Regions from separate parts of the Mus musculus genome. Here region 2 is linked to region 1. Evidence: chromatin contacts called from public Hi-C data. All regions are on one chromosome and are shown on one strand. Each heading gives the region's core, a stretch centred on a gene start, on an enhancer-like site or on the middle of the called end of the contact. The rest is flanking DNA. Distances are from core to core; before and after follow the strand shown. Region 1 has its middle 76 kb from the start of 1700061I17Rik. Region 2 has its middle 47 kb from the start of Plppr4.

Evidence for each region. A called contact is a pair of places that touch in the nucleus more often than the background predicts.
Region 2: a contact with region 1 is called in a Hi-C map of cortical neurons, with 3 times the contacts expected there. The contact joins two enhancer-like sites. A contact is called at or near these places in 8 of 484 Hi-C or Micro-C datasets (Sertoli cells, cerebellar granule neurons, cerebral cortex and 4 more).

The regions. Positions count from the first base shown.
Region 1 is chr3:117,152,457-117,155,507 of GRCm38.p6, reverse strand. No RefSeq gene overlaps it. Among named protein-coding and RNA genes, the nearest start is that of 1700061I17Rik, 76 kb to the right of the region's middle. Within about 2 kb of position 1,512, at least 28 of the 459 cell types and tissues checked have an H3K27ac peak or open chromatin away from gene starts, as enhancers often do. A contact at or near this core is called in cortical neurons, where this site is marked.
Region 2 is chr3:117,311,896-117,314,946 of GRCm38.p6, reverse strand. No RefSeq gene overlaps it. Among named protein-coding and RNA genes, the nearest start is that of Plppr4, 47 kb to the left of the region's middle. Within about 2 kb of position 1,411, at least 10 of the 459 cell types and tissues checked have an H3K27ac peak or open chromatin away from gene starts, as enhancers often do. A contact at or near this core is called in cortical neurons, where this site is marked.

The DNA.
Region 1 (3,051 bases), core at 263-2,762:
TGCCTTGCTCGCACTCCCTCTGACTCATGCCATCTTACTCTGTCTCTTTCTGGGCAGGGCCTCATGTAGCCCGCGCTGTCTTGGACTTGCTATATATTCAAGATAGAGGATGACCTTGAATTCCCATCCTCAAACCTCCACCCCCCATCCTCATACTGCTATCATATTGTGATAGAATTAATTAAAGTTTTAAGGCTTTAAATTACTCGCGGTTTCTGTGGCCAGGAGAATGGGACTTCTTAGTCTCCTATGTTTAGCTTAGGATTCCACTGCAAAGAGGAATTGACCTGTGACTTACAGACCTGAGCATGTAAATCGACACATGGTAACATTTTCCATTTTTCTTTGAGTTACAGGATTCTTCAATGCTTTGAAGCAAAACAGAGCAGAAAATCCCCTTATAGATTTCTCCATGTCCTGCTGCTTGTGTCTTTGCGTTGATGCCTTATACGAAGTTGTTATTCAAGGGTAACTTCCCATTTCAATTCTCTGGGACCCTTCGTGCAGAACAGTAACCAACTTATAGTTCAAGTCTATCTCATGTGATGGAGAAATGCTATGGCATGAAATGTAATATTTGCAACTGGCCATTATTCATTGTCAGACACCATTACAGAGAACCTGTCACATCTTGGCCCCTTGACTGAATGTTGGGGTACAGTGAGAAACAAACATATCTCTCCCATGGTGCTTACAGATTAATATTCCAATTCAGCTTTAGTTATATATATATGTTGTATAAGTATGTGATAAGATCATATGATGTTTCAAGTTATATCATTTTCTTACCCTCAGACTAAATGACTTTCCTTGTACAGCCACATTTAGACAAGATGTCTTTCTTTTCCCCTATATTCTATTACAGGAATACAATGTATATTATGTATATAATAACTATATATGTCACATGTAACTATATATAGTTAGCTATATATAGTTATATATGTCATATATAGTTATATATACATGTATAATGTATGTATATAGTTATATATATTTAATATATAGTTATGTATATCTAACTATATGTATGTATATATAGTTATATTCATACATATTCAAATAAAAACTACATTCTCCAAAGCTGCTCAATTCTAGTCTTACTTCAGCTACCAATTGGGCTTAGTTACCAAAATGCAAAACATCTCATACACCAGCTGTAATTAATTGGCATTGGGATTTGAGATCTTACAGATATTTCGGGTGAGGACATCAAGACTAGATATTTTTGGGAATGAAGTTAATCATAAAATCTATTAATAGTACCTTCCATAAGTTTAAGACAGGGGAGAATGTCAGCTATGCCCACTTATTTACACCTCCTGGAAACAAATGGAAATGTCAGAAGGAGGAATTACCCCAGAGTTACAAAACAAGCAAGGGCAAAGACATAGAGATGTATAAAAGCAAGAGGAAATAGGGAAACAGAATATAGGCTGGGAGAAGATATCAGGAAAAAAATGAGCAATAGAAATTTGGGTGGAGACTATGCAGTATCTTGAATGTCCAACATCCATGGCAGATGATTCATCTCTGGTCCTTTTCAGGGATCCTGACCACAATCAGCAACTCCACTCATGCTCCCTGCTGCTAATTCTTTTCTAAAAATAACTTTTTCTTCTAAACTTCTCACTAACTAAAGCATCTGTTCACACATAAGTCATCTCATTATCATTATCTCTAAGCTTAACATTTTTAAAATTCAACTCTAAATTTAATGGGCTTTTTCTTCAGTTACAGAGAAGAAAATAGTAAAATAATGAATAACACGGGGTCAGTCAAATATTTAGATCACTAACATAAATTCCAGCCAAACTACTTATAAGGACAAGGCTAAAATAGACACCATGTGTTTCTCTCACTCGGGGTGAAGGTGAATATGTTTAATTCACAACAGACAGGAAAATATTAGGTATGCCCACTTTGCAGAAATGTATTCTATGAAAAGTCAGTTGTCATTTTTTTTGTAACATTAATCCCCTAATATTCCCTAAATGGTTCTGCCCTCTAAATGGCTCCTTTTCTCTCAGCCAGCATGCATGTGTGTGGACACATGTGTGTGTGGACAGAGGGGAAGTGAGAATAGGGCAAAAGTGGAATGAAGCTATGATGCTATGATGCTTCCAGTGAGCAATGTACTGCAGGCTTGTGTCATTGTTGGCACAGTAAAATTACCTAATGTACTGAAATGACAAATCATTTCGTGCTTCAATTTTATGCAAACTGCCTGTGCTTTGAAAGACATACTCTGCAGGAAGGGGGCCTACATGGAGTACTTTAAATTGAATAGCAAATGAAAAGGGAAACTGGAGGGAAAAAAAAACTGTTTTGTCAAATATCTTCAAAATAGACCAGCCGAATGGAATGTTTATCTGTCTCTGCCACCTTGTGGCAAATACACATAATAGTTATTGCAAATCCAGTTTCAGGAAACTAAGCATTGCAGAATGACTGAGCATAAACACACTACAATGGGGAAATATAGATCACTTTTTATAGTTACTAACAAAATAATTGTAGTCACTGTGTGAACTTAGTGCAATGTCTGTGGCTTGGTTTAGGAGTGGTCGGAAAAGGGTGGTCATAAGCACACAATACTGAATGGCTCAGGCAGAAATGGGATAACTTTTGTTTTAGGCCTTTAAACCCGTGTAATGGTGATTATCTGTGTTTTACCCAGAGACTGTACAGGATTTTATGATATACGCCATTCAAACGGAATGACGACTATTTACCGAAGACAACTTGTATGTCAGATACTAGATTTGCTCTTGGGAAGAAACTAATAAGCAGAATCAACAAAGATGTTGCTTGCATGGAGTATATGATATCCATTTTGGGGTCCGCTGTGGTTCCATGTCCTCCACTTCCTCCCTCTTAGGCATCGATGCACACCAGACTGAAAAGAGGAAGCAGAGTCCAGAATAGATGGAGTTCAGCAGGATCCTGTTCCAATTCGGAGTGAGTGCAAGGGGCAAGAAAAAAGACTGGAATAAGGCCTTCTGGGAGTATCCTGGAGTTACAGCTCTTTTAAGCAAAGGCCTTCTCCGA
Region 2 (3,051 bases), core at 162-2,661, 160 kb before region 1:
TGGTCATTATCTCACTTCAACCCATTGGGCAATGAATTTTTTCCTTTGTTTTGACTGAATCTTTCTTTTAAAGAATTTTAAGTAATATTTTCTTAATTGTTTGATCATTCTTACAATGTATTTTAATCATATTCATTCCAACCCATCTCCTTATTTCTCCCAATTCCACCCCATGTTTAACTCTATTTTATGGGGTTTTTTTTTTTGAGTTTTTTTTTATTAGATGTTTTCTTTATTTACATTTCAAAGGCTATCCAAAAAGTTCCCTATACCCTCCCCCCAACCTGCTCCCCTACGCACCCCCTCCCACTTCTTGGCCCTGGTGTTCCCCTGTACTGGGGCATATAAAGTTTGCAAGACCAAAGGGCCTCTCTTTCCACTGATGGCCGACTAGGCCATCTTCTGCTATATATGCAACTAGAGATACGAGCTCTGGGGGTACTGGTTAGTTCATATTGTTGTTTCACCTATAGGGTTGCAGACCCCTTCAGCTCCTTGGGTACTTTCTCTAGCTCCTCCATTGGGGTCCATGTGTTCCATCCTATAGCTGACTGTGAGCATCCACTTCTGTATTTGCCAGGTACTGGCATAGCCTCACAGGAGACAGCTATATCAGGGTGACTGAATCTTTGAACACAAGAACCAACACATTTCTTCTAAAAAGAACTTATCCACCATCTCTTTTTTTGAGAATGCTAGCAAATCTCTGTTGGACAAAATCAGTGTATTTTCTTGATCATATAATTTATAGCATGAACCATTTTGATGAAAGAAGCATTTAATTTTGATCACACACTGAAGTCCTTAGGAGCGGCTTCTCCCGCCACAGGTTTTCAACAGGTAGAAGAATAATTGAGTTGAACACTGTGAATAAAGACATCACTAAAATAAGTAAATGATATCATTTTATCTGTAGAAGAAAGAGAAATTAAAACACAGAAACAGATTGCTAGATGAGAGAGATGCCTCAGTGGCTGAGAGCACTTGCTGCTCTTGCATAGGACCTGTGTTCAGTTTCCAACATCTACAACAAGTGGCTCATGACCATCTGTAACTCTAGCTCCAGCGAATTTGACACCATCTCTTGTTCTCCATGAGAACGATCACATACACACACACACACACACACACACACACACACACACACACACACACACACTCATAAATTTAAAATAAAGATTCAAAAAGAAGAAAGGCTTGTCTAGTTCCAGCCCTTTCAAAATCACATTTCCAACCCTGAAGCTGAATTTGAACTATTTGTATTTTCTCTCTTTTTTTTTTCTCATCTGAAGTATATTTTAAAACAGTGTTTACATGGTATAAATCGGTTCTTGGAACAGGCTGTGTTCTTACAGTGCTAATGATTTAGCTTCAGTTGTTTGTTCAAATGTTCCCACCTCCACAGTGAGCTTCATGGAGGAGGTGAGTGGAAGTAAACAAAACCTTCGCATCCCACTGTGTATAACACCAGACCTAGAAGGCTCAGAAACCCTGTTGAAATTAAGCCACCAAGACTATTCTTCACCCTCAAAATTAGACAGCCAAGTGCCGAAAGAACCTACTGGTTTCTCAATACTTCGGGTGTCTATTGGGTGGTCCTGACATTTAATATTTCTTAAATACTAGACCAGTCTGGCTTGGCTCAGAATTCTTGTAGTTAGGGTAGTTATGAGACTGGAATGGAAAACTATGGCTGAAACCTTTTCAATGTCGCATGGCTTTCATTATATACAACCGAAGTGTTAAAGTTTGTTTTTGTGAGGATTATTGTGTGTAGATGTGTGTACATCACATATATGTGTACACATGGATTTACGGGTGTGTGTTCACACAGGTGGACATGCATGTATAGTGTTTATGCATGTATGGGTAGAGAATACGTAAGTTGATGTCCACTGTCCTCCGAAGTACTTTCCACCACACTTTTAAAGAGACAGAGTTTCTTGTTAACCTGAAGGCTACTGATTCAGTTAGACTGTCTGTCTAGTAAGCGTAAGCCCCAGGGATCCTACTGTCTCTATCTCTCCAGTCTTTGAATTACAGGCAAAAGCATTCTCCACTTAACATTGTGTGTGTGTGTGTGTGTGTGTGTGTGTGTGTGTGTGTGTATGTGTGTGTGCATCTGTGACATATGTGCATGTGTGACTTTATTGACTGAATCACCTCCCAAATCCCATCATTACACGTGTTTTAAAGAAAAAAATTACATTTATTTATTCTTTTTTTATATGTGTGAGTGCATGCCTGAATGTATGTGTGTGTGATATGCATATGTCTGGTGACTGTGGAGGTCAGAACACGGTGTGGGATCTTATTGAACTGAAGTTACAGACAGTTGTGAGATGCCATGTGGGCAATGGGAACCAAATTAGGGTCTTCTGAAATAGAATCAAGTGCTCTGGACCTCTGAGCCATCTCTTCGGCCTCATTTATGTGATTTTCAAATCTCTAGTCCTCTCCTCTCCCTGGATGCCTAGGCTCAATAATACAACTGCCTTGTTGGTTTCTATCTATGCTTAAATACCTATAATTATCTCAGATTTCATACTTTTGAAGTAGACTTCTTGATCTGACTTCTATGCCCAAATTTGTTTTTCGCTCGTAGTCATAGCAACATCCCACACCCACCACAGCTGCTGAGGAAAAGTTCCTACTACCATCCCCTCCCAGACGAAGTCCTATCCGCTTTTCTCTCAGCTCCATTCCAGGGATGCTCTCTTTCCTGTTATACACCAAGACAATCTCAGTTAAATAACAAGCATACAGTATTAACAAATATACACTACCCATCGTCATCGTGTTCGTAGTACAGATATGTTCCTAGGGTTAAGTCTTCCACTAGCTCATCACAGTGATGAGGAGTGCCAGTCAGAGATCTTGTGAAGCCTTCAGTTGTCTTCTGGAGGGAGTCACCAGGCAGGGTGAATGTAGCAAGCGCTATCCACTTTCTTACAAACTAAGCATCTTCTAACCCATGAACAAGTTGTAGGATTGCTCATAGTAGGCTCTTCAAGATACATATACAAGGCCCCAGTTGAACCCTGCCTGAAG